Linked DNA regions of Sus scrofa: all the other regions are linked to region 1. Evidence: chromatin contacts called from public Hi-C and HiChIP or PLAC-seq data. All regions are on one chromosome and are shown on one strand. Each heading gives the region's core, a stretch centred on a gene start, on an enhancer-like site or on the middle of the called end of the contact. The rest is flanking DNA. Distances are from core to core; before and after follow the strand shown. Region 1 holds the start of HIP1 (huntingtin-interacting protein 1). Region 2 holds the start of NSUN5 (probable 28S rRNA (cytosine-C(5))-methyltransferase). Region 3 holds the start of POM121C (nuclear envelope pore membrane protein POM 121C).

What was found. Hi-C and Micro-C count contacts between places; a contact is called where the count stands out from the background. HiChIP or PLAC-seq counts read pairs in DNA pulled down with a chosen protein or histone mark.
Region 2: an H3K27ac HiChIP or PLAC-seq map of alveolar macrophages shows a contact between it and region 1. The contact joins the promoter of NSUN5 here to the promoter of HIP1 in region 1. A contact is called at or near these places in 8 of 47 Hi-C or Micro-C datasets (liver, mesenteric adipose tissue, omental adipose tissue and 4 more) and 2 of 2 datasets of contacts at active chromatin or transcription factors (alveolar macrophages and skeletal muscle).
Region 3: a Hi-C map of embryonic fibroblasts shows a contact between it and region 1, with 1.6 times the contacts expected there. The contact joins the promoter of POM121C here to the promoter of HIP1 in region 1. A contact is called at or near these places in 11 of 47 Hi-C or Micro-C datasets (embryonic fibroblasts, fetal heart ventricle, heart right ventricle and 7 more) and 2 of 2 datasets of contacts at active chromatin or transcription factors (alveolar macrophages and skeletal muscle).

The regions. Positions count from the first base shown.
Region 1 is chr3:10,414,325-10,418,941 of Sscrofa11.1, forward strand. HIP1 (huntingtin-interacting protein 1) reads left to right here and starts at 2,094. Exons shown (of 34, transcript XM_021086314.1): 1 at 2,094-2,291. The coding sequence starts at 2,172.
Region 2 is chr3:10,639,795-10,644,411 of Sscrofa11.1, forward strand. NSUN5 (probable 28S rRNA (cytosine-C(5))-methyltransferase) reads right to left here and starts at 2,269. Exons shown (of 10, transcript XM_005661971.3): 1 at 2,131-2,269; 2 at 1,911-2,033; 3 at 779-953; 4 at 575-683. The coding sequence starts at 2,223.
Region 3 is chr3:10,606,600-10,611,216 of Sscrofa11.1, forward strand. It overlaps POM121C (nuclear envelope pore membrane protein POM 121C), which reads left to right and starts at 2,476. Exons shown (of 14, transcript XM_003124420.5): 1 at 2,476-3,900. The coding sequence starts at 3,329.

The DNA of each region.
Region 1 (4,617 bases), core at 844-3,343:
AGCAGATTCCTGAAGTTTATATCCCAGGGGAGGGTTCCCCTCAATCCTTGGCAAAGAGTTCTGCTCTGTGGCAAGTGGGAAATGTTATTTTTAACTCACTCTGAGTTTCGCAGAGGAAGGTAACCAGCTTGAGTCTTTCTCCATAGGGTGCCTCCAAACCACAAATTCCTGATTCCTACTCTGGTTTATTCTAATAAGAAGTAGGCTGATCCCTTAATCCCCGTTTAAAAAGCCCCTGTTTATTGAAGCCATAAACTCTGGGCAAAGGATCATAAATCACTCTTTAGCTGGGTCCAGGGCACCAGGCAGGTGCAGGACCAAGAATGGGCACACAGAGGTCATCTTATGAAGCTACCTGTTTTCCTTGTAGGTACACTCCTGGGAGCCCCCATGCGGGGAATCTCCAGATCCAGCCTGCACTCTTTTCCACTCTGCTCTGAGCCTGGAAAGAGGGGTGGGGGCAGGGGTGACCATCACCCTAGCCCTCCTACTTCCAGCTGGTTTGGCCAATGGGAGGCACTAGCAGGAAATCGAGGCTTGGAGATCTAGAGATTGGGGTCTCTCAGTGATCCATTTTCTACCTTAGGCCACAGTTCTGTTCAGGTGCCTCCTCTCCCAAGATTAGAGCAAAGCCTGGAAAATGAGGTGACAGCTAACCTCATCCCAGAGAAACCCAAGGGGAGTCACTCCCAGGGCCTCCCCTACTAGCACAATCTAAGACAAGGTGAAACCAGCTTGCTTGCTGTGCACATGTAGCCTGAGACAATTCCCGTCCATCAACCTCGCCCTTAAATTCTTCTACAGAAATTCTGCCCCAACACTGCCTCCTCGCTCCCTCTGTTCTCTTTGTCCAAACCTATTCACAGAACGTCCCACAGGACTGAACTTTCTCCCTTCCTTGCTGGTGGAGGCCCTCATTGTCTCTCACCTACTGCTGGAATCTCCCCATCTGTCCCCTCACTTCCCTCTCCCCCAGTAATCCCGTCCACACAATGCCAGCTCTGAAAAGCACAGGTCTGAGCAAAAGCCTTCAGTGGCTCCCTAGTGCCTGCAGAGGCCCACCCCCTCTTCCACTTCTCTATTGAATGTGTGAATTTTATCAAAAGCTCTTAGTTTAAAAAAAAAAAGTAATGCCTTTCTTTACTGAGTTTCAAAGCGTTTATTTTTAAAACACCAAAATTGGCACGTAACGGGAAACTTCACTTTCTTCAGCAACTCGGCTAAGGGATCACACTTCCCTCTGCCTGTCGCCTTTCGGTTCCTTGGCGGACGTCTGAGCAGGACAGGAGGTTGTCCCAGAGCCGGGGATAAATATAAAGTGTCTACAGGGGATTCTACCAACGATATGTTCTGGCTAGATCCAGATAATGAGAGGTTTGGAAAGGTGTCGAGAGGCTTCCACGGACCCAGCCCAGCGCTCCTGGGTCGCGATCATTACAAAAGGGATGGGCAGGGATTCGGGGCAGGGATGGGATGAGGAAGAAGCAAGGGAGCTGGGTGGGAGCTGCCACCCAAGGCGTCCAGGTTTGTAAGAAGCCGACCCAATCTGCAGAAGCCGGCCTCGGGGTAGCGCATCCCGGGACTCGGCCGCCGAGTTGGTTCATCCCGAGCGAGTAAATAGGCCAGTCCCAGGCGGGCCCAGATTCCCTGCGGGAGTCCCGTTGACTCTCCTCCAGCTTGGCTGCCGCCCACCAAGCCGGGACCTGGCAGCGACCCTCCGCACAAGCAGAGCGCTGCTCTAGAGGAAGGGGCGGCCACGGCAGGGCGAGGAGAGCGGCGCGCTTGGCGTCGGGGGAGGGGCGGGCGAGGGGCGGTGGGGCGGCGAGGGGCTGGCCAGGGCAGGTCAGGGCCGCCCCCGCCCCGCCCCTCGCCCGCCCCCGCCTGGAGCCGCGGGACCCAGTGACTGACAGGCTTCCCGGCCGCTCTGCTCTCGCCTCTAGGTCCCGGGGGCCCGGGCGGGCGGGGCGCGCCGGAGGAGCTCCGGAGGGGGCGGGGGCGGGCGGGGAAGCCTCTGAGTGGGGGCGGGGCCTCGAGAGAGTAGCAGCGCTCTCAGCCAATGGGAGGAGGGAGCCGTCCCGTTAGCGCCGGATCCCAGCGGGTAGGGCGGGGCAGGCGGCGCCGTGGGGATCCCGGGGCGGCAGAGGGCCCCTGACTCGGCTCCGCGAGGCGACATGGACCGGATGGCCAGTTCCATGAAGCAGGTACCCAACCCTCTGCCAAAGGTGCTGAGCCGGCGTGGGGTCGGCGCGGGGATGGAGGCGGCAGAGCGGGAGAGCTTCGAGCGGACTCAGGTGAGGACCCGGGGACGCCGGGGCGTGCACGGCTGGGGCATCCCGAGACTCTGTGTCCAGAGGCGGACTTGAAGGGAGTAGAGGTCTTGCAGGCCCAGGGAAGGACCGGGCTAGGGGCCGCGAGAGAGCTCATCTAGCGTGTTGGTCCAGGCGATTCGGGACGGTCGGGGACCCCGAGGGCATCTGGGGAAGAGGGCAGGGCGGCCCCGAGTTGCTGGCAGGATGCCAGCTGCGCGGCCGAAGGCGGAGGGTCCTGGCGGGGCAGGGGAGGGGTCTCAGGAGCGGCGAGAGGGGGAAGGAACCCGAAAGGGGCCGAATGAAAGGGGTGCCCCTAGTCTGGGGCAGCTCACTGAGGAGCTGCTGAGGGACACCAGTGGGGCGCCGGGTCGGGTGTCTGAGGGGTGGGAGCCCTTTGCTCCCTTCTCTGTCGCCTCAGGGTTGCGCTGACATTCCCCCCACCTCTAGCACCCCCTTCCTTGTGCCTCTTGCTTGGCTCACACCACCCCCAGCTGTCGGCCTCTGAGGGCCGAGCTGAAGGGGTCTGAGCGGCGAGAAGGAATGTAGGAAATGCGATGTGTGGCCGAGTTTGGACGATAACTGGGGGCTGGAGGAGGGGGCCGGCCAGGGGGGCAGGGTCCGAGGCTCTCCGACCGACGGCCCCATGCTGGTCAAGTTGAGCTGCCCTGAGCTACCCAGAACCCTGAGTTGGGGTTTTGGTTTCATCCCCCAAAATGTGCCTGACAGCGAATCGGCAGGCTGCCCCATTTGTCCAGCCTGACCAGGGCTGGGGGCCAAAATTCTTCTCTGTCATCAACAAAAAGCCACAATCCATTTTTACCTCAGAGTTTTAATGCCTGGAGTATTGATTGGACTGAATAAAGCTGACATATTTTCGGCTCGTTTGTATGCAAAATCCATTTCGAAGGGCACAGCACTTCTATTAATACCAGTGCCAAAGTTGTATGGGCAGATTTGTTCTTCACTCTTGCTCTCAGAGTGGAGCCTTTGAAGATCCAGGGGGGCCTCCACTGCCAGAGGCTGATTCTCCTGCTGTGTTCTGCTCACCTCCCCCTCCAAACACAGTACCCTATGAGGGAAGGGCTTTGGGGTTTTGGATGGAAAAGAGTTCGAGGTCCTGAGTGTTCTGTGTATAGAATCTGGCAAAGAATAAAGCTCTTCGTCGCAGGGGACCTCATCCTCTTCTTTTTCGAGGCACCTCTGGACCTTCGCAGGTGTGTTTGGGTGATGTAAATAGAGAGTGTCCCCTCCAGGTCATCATCCTGTCTCAGATGGGATGGGAGAGATGGCCGTTCACTTCCGCTTCCCAGGGTCCAGCTAGGTTTGAGGTTTTGTCCTCTGACTTTCTGGGCTGGACTGCAGAAAAGAAGGAAGCTACCTGTCTGCTGTGGGTGTCACTGCCTCAACTAGCTGCCTGGGCACATGAGGCTTCTTGCTCCAGGACGCAGTGTGAATCTTTTTTTTTTTTTTTTTTTAATGGAAAAGGAAAATAAATGGTAATTCCCTCCTTCTAGAGTCTCAAATAAGTAAAAACTGGAGCAATAGAGAAATACACAAAAGACTTTGACCCGTTATAGTGATGGAAATTAGGTTTGTGAAAATTTGCCTAGCCATTCAGGGACAGCCCAGCAAGGAGAGTCTAGGTCAGTGTTTGCAGGTACTTTACATTCTCTGAAACACTTATCATTGGCCAGATTTGACCGTGTCTGTGTGTGTGTGTGTGTGTGTGTGTGTGTGTGTGTGTGTGTGTGTGGAGTGAAAGGAAGGGGGTAGAATGAATCAGGAAAAGAGAGTTTTTCTATTGTTGAAACTATTAGGGAAGTAGGAGAGTGAAGAGAAGAAAAGCGGACAATCCTAAAACTCACCCTCAGCCAGTCTGCAAAAATATATTTTGTTTAATGACAATCAAATGTATTATGAGATATAAACATAAGGTAGAAAAAAAATAATAACGAGTTAAGAGACCGTGAGAATTAGTGAAGGTAAAATGATAGTTGTAACTAATTACTGTTTGGTGCTGTTCTAAGTACTTTATTATGTTACCTTCTTTAGTCTCGATGGGGACCTATGAGATGGGTATCAGCCACATTTTACCTGGATAGAACTGAGGCACAGAGAGGTTAAGTAACTTGCCCAAGGTGACACAGCTGGAGGTGATCCCAACCTTTAACCACTGCCTTGTGTGGCCTCTGAGGCACTGGCATCAGAGCTAGAAGAGGTTGGAGTTTGATAGCCAGGCACATGGATGGGCCGTGAGGCCTCGGGCAAGTTGCCTGACCTTTCTAAGCCTTGTTTCCTGATTGGGAAA
Region 2 (4,617 bases), core at 1,019-3,518, 230 kb after region 1:
CCCTGGCATCGATCAGTGGGTTAAAGATCTGGCACTGCCATGAGCTGTGGTGTAGGCTGCAGATGTGGCTTGGATCTGGTGTGGCCGTAGTGTAGGCTGGTGGCTGTAGCTCTGATTCAACCCCTAGCCTGGGAACTTCCATACGCCTTGGGTGTGGCCCCTAAAAAGCTAAAATAATAATGGCAATAATTTAAAACAAGAGGTACCAAATTCAAAGGAAAGATGAATTCAGATGAATGCTGTGATGGGGTGTCTATGAAGCAGTGATGTTAACCTGAAAGTAGGCATATATGAGAATGTCTAGACTGGGAGATGGAGTCATCAGGTGAGAGGTAGGAGTCAGAACTCAAGAAGAAACCGAGGGATACATTTAGAAGAATGCGAAATGAGGCTCCCAGGAGAATCACTGTTTAAGGGATGGAGGAGGACAGGCCTTGAAAGGTGATGGAGAAACTGCTGGAAAAGTAAGAAGAAAACCTGAGTGCAGCCACAACCACCTTGACTCTCTCCCCGCCAATCCCCATTTCCCAGGCACCTCCCTGGATGAAGGCAGCCAAGCAGGTTCTAAACTCACCTGGAAGCCTGGCCCTGGTAAGAGAAACCTTGTCTCTTGAAATAATCAACTACATCCTCAGAGCGGGTCTTCAGAGTGTTCACCCGCACAAATCGAGGCACCTGGGAGGCTAGGAAGCAATCGGCAATGAGCAGGCGGGAACGCGGCCCTCGCCGGTGAGGGCCTGATGGCTATCCCCCAGCCCCACAACTCCTTTCAGCTCACCTGGGTCAGACTTGGATCCCACCTCCAACAGGTCCTCGTTCCGGCTCACACCTCGACGAACCTTGAGCCGGGCCAACTCAGCCTTCAGCCTTGCCTGGTGCCGGTCCAGCAGGGGCTTCCATCGGCCCCCATGCCCTTTAAAGCCTCTTCCAAGTAACAGTTCGTACACTAGCACCTGGGGGTGAGGAAAGGAAGAGGTAAAACTTTGAGCGTGAATACCCTGGAACATCAAAATATGCTGGAACTGGATACGGCTAACCACCTGTCAAGGCAGTAACAGGTGCTGTGGAGAGGATGCCTGATAGACACCAGTAAGTCATGTCCGTATCATGGAGAAACTTGATTCTCAGGAAGAGAACCTCGCCTTGTTGTGAGAGGCACTGAAGAAACTTTGATGGAGGCTTTGAGATTATACGAATAGTGATTTGCAGAAAAAAGCTGGAGGAGATAGGATCAAAAGTCACTTAGAAACTTATTACAAACTTCCTGCTTAAGTGCCCCCAAAATAGTGGCTGAAAAAAAGAGATCTAAGGAAAAAAACATTGTAGAGTGACGTTTGACTTCATTACAGATTTATTCACAGGTATGATTTGGAGACCTCCGTGTACTGTAGACAGAAATACCCAATACAGAGAGTTCTTTGGGGATTTAGGAGTTAGGATTCGCAGCTGTGACCCTGCAGCCCAGGTTCAATCTCTGGTCTGGGGGTTCGGGGCGGGCGGAGACACTAACAGGTAAAAGATATCTTCCTCAAGATCACACAAGAAATAATGGCAGATACATGATTTCAACCTGGTACTTTGCTTCCCAGTCCTGAACCCTTTCCCCACGGCTTCTCTCCTCAGCAGGAGAGCTCTGCATCCCAACCCTCCTCCCTTGTCAACAGCATCGTGCACCCAAAGACAACAACCCCTGCCATCACTACTTTGCATCTGTACTTTGCATCTCCGTTCTTAATCTTTCACACAAGGCTCCAAGTTAAGTCTGTTCGCCTCACTTCAATTCATAACCCGGCGAGGGGCTGTGCCTCCTCTTTTCAGAGGAGAGACTTGCTAGAGTCACACTGTGGACGGTAGCCGAGCTAGGACCGGGTTAGGAGGGGCTCGCCCCGCCCGCCCCACCCCGCCATCACCTTGGCCAGGTGCGGCCGCAGCTTCTTCTCTGCGCGGAGGAGGCCGGCGCTGGCGATCACGGCGTCCAGCACAGCGGAGTAGCGTTGCGTCTCGCACACCAGCGCGTACAGCTGCTTCACATTCTGCGCGCGGCCAAAAGGACCCAGGTGAGGAGGGGGCCGGACCGGACTAGCCCCCCGCAGGGGCTCCCTCCCGGGCCGAAACCTCGAACCCCTCTACCTGGAAGCTGCTGGCGTACACTAGTCCCTTGAGGGAGCCCTGGCGGCTCTCCACGCCCGCCAGCACCGCCGCCGCCGCAGCGTACACAGCCATGCTCCGCGTTGCTGCCTGCGCGCGCCTTTACGGCTCTGTCGTGAAGCGCACCGCCCCGCCCGGCCGCACTTCCGGGGTCAAAGGGCACGGGCTTCCGGACCCGGATTCCCAGTGCCGATTTAAGTGTTCCCGAGGCTTGTACGGGTTCAAGCTCCTTCCCGGCGGAGACGGCCGACCTTAGGAGTCCGGTTCACCACGTCTTCATAGCTCTTCGCTTTTTTCTTTCAATCTTTGCCGATCTCATAGGCAAGAGATTCTGTTGTTTTAATTTCTGTGATTGAAGTTGAATATTTTCATGTTATTGGTTGTATTTCTTCTGTTATGGCATGTAAATGCCTTATTCACTCGTCTTTGGTCTTTCTCTTCGTGCCTTTTATGTATTAACAATATAAATTTCTTTTTTTTTGTGGTGCCTATAGCATGTGATAGTTCCTGGGCCAGGGATGGAACCCCCCACCACAGCTGTAACCAGAACCACAGCAGACAACAAGGATCCTTAACCTGCTGAGCCAGGAGGCAACTCCAGCAATATCTGTACTTCTTATCTTAGGTTTTGACGTTTTTCCAGTTTATCGTTGCTTTTTATTGTGGTTTATATTTGTTTGGGACAACATGGTGTTCAAATTGTTTAAATCTTTGCCTTTATGTAAAGGTCTGGCCTTTACTGTCAGACTTGAAAACCACTTCACATGTATACAATAGAGAAATCATTTATGGCTTCATCATTTCAGACTTAAATCCATTTAGAATTGGGTTTGGCACATGATGTGAGAAGGGCTCTCACTCTGTTTCCAAAAGGCTAGCCTTTCATGAATTCCTTGTGACAATTCATCTATAGGCCCATTTCCCCAGGCTGACACCCCCACCCCCAGAGGACAGGGACTGGGTACTATATGGGTCCTTAGCGCCCATGTAGTTACTGATACATAATGGGTTAATTGGGGAAAAGAAAAGCAAAAGAAATAAAAGAAAAGCCTTGTATATGTGTATCTCAAGCATTCAAGCAGGCAGGCCTCTGTGAACTAGAATATTCCAGCCTGTATATTCTCTGTATACTAATAACGTATAAGCAAGCGTTTTGCAGGAAGCTTGATTCTAGTCTACATTGAAATCACTTGAGTCACTTAAAGGTTTAACCCATTCCTGTGGCTCTAGGTTGGTTCATAAGTGACCTTCTAGTGGAACTCTCCTCCTTTCTCCCATCAAATCATCTATTTTTTTTTTTCCTTTTCTTTTCTTGTTTTAGGGCCACACTCACGGCATATGGAGGTTCCCAGGCTAGGGGTCAAATTGGAGCTACAGCTCCCAGCCTACACCACAGCCACAGTAACGCAGGATCTGAGCCGCATCTGCAACCTACACCACAGCTCACGGCCATGCCAGATCCCTAACCCACTGAACAAGGCCAGGGATCAAACCCACAACCTCATGGTTCCTAGTTGGATTTGTTTCTGCTGCCCCACAACAGGAACTCCTATTTTATTTTCTTCACAGCACCTGTCCCATATGTGGTTATGACTTACTCTCTTTCTCCCCAGCTGGCTCCAGGAGGGAAAATCCATGTCTGTTTTGACACTCATCTATCTTTACCTCCAAGTGCAGTGTCTTTTTCACAATAAGGACTTAGTATCTGTTGAGCGAAGGAATGACTGGATGAACAGACCACACACTGATGTGGTTCTGGACAACCAGCTGTGCTAGAGTTGACCCATCCTGAAACAGTCTCCCCTCCTTCCAGAGGGTGGGTAACAGGTACATCCACTTTTTATTCAGATTTCCTTAGTGTTTATCTGATGTCCTTTTCTGTCCCTGAATGTCACCCAGGACATCACATTACATTCAGTCATGTCTCCTTGGGCTCCTCTTGTCTGTGACAGTTTTTCAGACTTTCTTTGTTTTTGATGACCTTGGTGGTCTTAAGGACTCCTGGTCAGTAGTTTGTAGAAGGTCCCTCCATAAGGATTTGTCTGATGTTTTTCTCAGGATTAGCCTAGGGTTATGGGCTTGGGGAGAAAGCCATCTTCATTACCTCCTATCAAGGGCAATAGTACCAGTGCGACATCACCGGGACGGTTCACCTTGATCACCCGGCTGAAGGAGTGTCTCTCAAGTTGCTCTAGTGTAAAGCTACTCTTTTCCTTCTGTCCTCTCCAAAAAGAAGTCTCTATGTGTAGCCCATGCTTAAGGAGCTGGGGATTATGCTCCCTGCCCTGGAGGGCAGAGTAGCTACACAAATCATCTGGAATTCTTCTGTACAGTTTTATCTCTTCTCCCCCATTTAAATATTCAACCATTTATGTATATTTTAGGGACACAAGTATATGTATTTGGGGTTGTAATCCAAAAATATTGTGTTGCTGAAATTGTTCCCCTTTGGACCACTGGAATACTTTC
Region 3 (4,617 bases), core at 1,226-3,725, 190 kb after region 1:
GGCTAGATAGGTTGTTAATTTTCAACTGCTTTTATAGTGCTTTTACTATGTGAATTATACCACTATTCATCCATTCTTGTGTTGGTAGACATTAGACATGTAAATGTATTCAAATTGTCACTAATACAAGTGATGCTGCAATGACTTATCTTTGTACCCAGAAGCAGAACTACAGGGTTATGAAATACTTTCTTCCTTTCTCTTTTTTTTTTTTTTTTTGTTTTTTGTTTTTTGTTGTTGTTGTTTTTAGGACCACACCTGTGGCATATTGAGGTTTCCAGGCTAGGGGTCTAATCAGAGCTACAGCCACCATCCTACACCACAGCCACAGCAACGCCAGATCCTTAACCCACTGAGCGAGGTCAGGGATCGAACCAGCAACCTCATAGTTCCTAGTCAGATTCATTTCTGCTGCGCCACAACAGGAACTCCTTTTTTTGGTTTGTTTTTTGTTTTTTGATTGCACTCATGGCCTGTGGACGTTCTGGAGCTAAGGATTAAACCCCCATCATGGCAGTGACCCAAGCCACAGCAGTGACAGTGTCACACCCTTAATCCACTAAGCTATCAGGAAATCCTGTTTCTTCAACTTTGTGAGATACTATTAAGATGCTCTCCAAATTATATTATTTTACATATCCACATACAGCATATAAGTTCCATTTGTTCCACATCCTTGCCAAAACTTGATGTTATTGAACTATTACATTTTTTCTACTTGTGCAAATGAATGCAAAATGTTATCATTACCTTGATAAACCTTTCCTAGGTTACTAGTGAGGACAAAAAATATGTATATGTGTTATGTACATATATGTATAATGTATACACACACACACATATATATATACATATTGTACATATTATATATTTACTATTGACTATTTGGATTTCCTTTTCAGTGAATTGCTTTTGATATCACGGCCCTTCTTAACATTTGGGATCATTTGTCACTAATTCTTAGGAGTTCCTAAGAAATCCTAGTTACTAATCCTTTTTTGGTTCTAAGTTAGAATCTTATTTTCCCAGTCTTGGCTTGTCTTTTAGCAGCCTGTATTGTCTTTTCCCAAACAGAAGTGTGAAATTTCAATGTAGTCATATTTATCTGTATTTTACTAAATGATTTGTGCTTTTTGTGTGTCTCTATCTTTGCCCTCTGAATGTTGAGGTGCCCCAGGGCTCAGGCCTTGGATCTCTTTAATTAACTGCCAAGAAATATTACTTAGTCTTGTAGCATCTGTACACTGATGGTTTACTTCTAACTCCTCTCCTGAACAGTAACATGTGATAATTTAAAGGATCCTGCTGAGAAAGATATTATCTTTCATCTTCTCTTATTATTGAATTTTGTTGATGGGAAGTTTGCAGCCATTGCCTCCATCTACTCATCTTCTAATCACTGTTTAACCCATTGTAGCTTGGCTTTTGTTCCACTATTCCACTGATACCAATACTGATGAGATTTTTTTTTTCCCTTAAGTAACACAGCCCAAACCCTTTCCTTTTCGAATGAGGTTTTGAATGGAATCACAGAATATTCAACAAATAGAAGCATCATTGCCCTGGGAATGGGTTGGGGAGGAAAAGAACTGCTCACTTGTCTCTCCCAGTTGCCCCAGAGGCATCTTTACTTAGCCCTTCCTATCTTTCCCATCTCCCTATTGCCACCAAAACCCTAATCTCAGCTATAATGAACTGTTTGCAGACTCCTGTGTCATACTTTCCATCTCTGTGCTTCTGAAAAATGCTTTCATCTACCTTGAACCTGTAAGCCACTTTTCTCAGCTCAAGTAACCCCTCCCAGCCTATCTTCCCCGTTATTCCTTCCCTCTTTGTGCCTGTTATCCCACTGTTACAACTTTCTATTTACATATCTTTCTTCCCTACTAAACTGAGGTTATCTAGAGATCAGAGACCCAGTGTTCTGCCCCCCCATTAATCTCTGTAATGTATATCAGTAATAGTATGAAGAAATGAATGAATGAATAGCTGAGGAAGCTGAGCTAGGCCAAAGCCTGAATTGGCAGACCACCGAACTTTTTATTATTATTTTTTTGTCTTTTACGGCCACACCCTAAATATAGAAGTTCCCAGGCTAGGGTTCAAATCAGAGCTACAGCTAGGCCTACACCACAGCCACAGCACCACGGGATCTGAGCCAGGTCTGTGACCTATAACTTATGACAACCCGGATCCTTAACCCTTTTTTTTTTTGTCTTTTCTAGGGCTGCACCCATGGCATATGGAGGTTCCTAGGCTAGGGGTCTAATTGGAGCTGTAGCTGCTGGCCTACACCACAGCCACAGCAACGCCAGATACGAGCCATGTCTGTGACCTATACCACAGCTCATGCCAACACGGGATCCCCAACCCACTGAGCAAGGCCAGGGATCAAACCTCCAACCTCATGGTTCCTAGTCGGATTCATCAACCACTGCGCCACGACGGGAACTCCCTCCCCAACTTTTTTAAAGAAAGTTTTATTAAGATATAATTCAAAAACCATACAATTCACAGGGTTATACAACAATCACCATAATCTAATTTAAAACATTTTTGTACCCCTCCCTCCAAAGGAAACTATCCTTTAGCAGATACTATCCATCCCCCAACCCCGAACACACTCCCCAGCCCTAGACAACCACTAACCTACTCTCTCAGGCTACCAAACTTAACACAGGTAAATTAATCACAAATCCCAAAAATCTACCCGATTCTGGACCACAGTGTGAAATTTCGTAGATCATTGTCCCCCTTTAGAGATGTATATTGCAGAAACACAAACATATTGCAGCTTCAGGTCTGATCTGCAGTTTACTAGACTCTTAGGCTGTCTGATCGGGAGTTTATAGTACGAGATCCATATTAACAAGGGTGGTTAGTTTGGGTTGGTCTTGCTTTTTATTGTTGCTGAAGTCAACTCCTTTTAGCAGTTTCTGCCGAAGGCAGAAAACAGAGTAACTGAAAAAACTCGCAACCTCAGGTAGCAATTGTGAAAAGTGCCTGAAAACAATCTCCTAGAGGGTGTTGAGCCCGCTAGAAAACATTAGGTGAGCAGTCGCTTTTGTGACTCTTCCAACAGGCTCACCTCTTGATGAGTGCTGTGCGTGTGGTCACGCGGGAAGCCTCAAGAATCAGAACTCGGCGTTTCAGCGAGGCAGCATTTTCTGAAATTGGTCGGGTCTAGCGCGTTGCCAGGCAGAAGCGTTGCCCCTCGCGGTTGCTCTTACAAGTCGCGTGCGAAGTGACGCAAGCGGCGCGCGGTGACGCGGCGCGCGGCGCGGTGCACGCTGGGATATTTAAGTCTTCTCCGCGGCGCGGAGCCGCGATGTCTCCGGCAGCTGCGGCGGCTGGAAGAGGCGACCGGCGGCGGCTGATAGCGAGTGTCAGGGACGGTCGGGCCCGGGGCTGGGGCTGCGGAGGGCCGGCAGGGGCGGCACTGCTCGGCCTGTCGCTGCTCGGCCTCGTGCTGTACCTGGTGCCGGCGGCGGCTGCGCTGGCCTGGCTAGCTGTGGGGGCTACCGCGGCCTGGTGGGGACTGAGCCGCGAGCCCCGAAGTTCGCGCGCCTTCTCCTCGCTCGTTCGGAACGCGCGCCGTCAGCGAACACTGCTCGCCTCGCCCCCGGCCAAGTCGGCAGTAAACGGAAATCTTCTAGAGCCGCGGAGCTTACTCGAAGGACCTGACCCCGCTGAACTGCTCCTCATGGGCAGTTACCTGGGCAAGCCCGGCCCCCCGCAGCCCGCCTCCACCCCGGAGGCCAGGGACGTGCGGGAGAGGCCCGGCCGCCGCCCACCTGCCCGCACCGCGGCGCCAGCTCTATCAGCCCATCCCCACCGCGTTCATACTCAACCCTCCCTCCCCACTCCTCTTCTCCGACCCTCTAGGAGGCCTTCCCACCGGTAAGATGACCCTGATCTTCCCCACACCCTGCTCTCTATCGACAGACTGAATTGAGGACTTGACTTTTAAAGCCGATTTTCTTTTTCATTAAGTCAAAGTGGATTCTGTGTCGTTTTGTCCTCTTAAACACTTTAATGTTTGTCAGCCGTCTCCTGCTCGCCCCCTTTACCCTTTGGAATGAGGTGTGATGCCACAGCTGTTCCTTTCTTTCCAGTTCTTAAAACGGAATTTTCATACAGTATAGATTTAGTAGAGTACTGGATAAACCATTAAATAAATATTCCTTCTTCTGGGGGAGATAGCTTTATTTTTCGAGTGTAATCATATGTTTTGTTAGGTTTTTTGGTTTTTGTTTTTTTGGATCACTAAGAGAAATTCTGTGGTTAGCCAAGCTCAAAGAGCTGTTCCTATGAAAAAACTCTGATAAAACTTGATACGTGAAGATGATTTCATTTAGTCTAAATAGCTGAATAATTTAAGAGAATACAAAAATTTGGTGAAAATACTAGATTCTTGAAAAGTACACTTAGGAGTTCCTGTCATGGCTCAGAGGTTAACGAACCCAGCTGGTATCCATAAGGACGCAGGTTCGATCCCTGACCTCGCTCAATGAGTTAAGGATCTGGCATTGCCATGAGCTGTGGTGTAGATTGAAGACATGGCTCCATCTGGCTCTGAACCTGTGTTGCTGTGGCGTGGCCTGGCAGCTCGGTTTC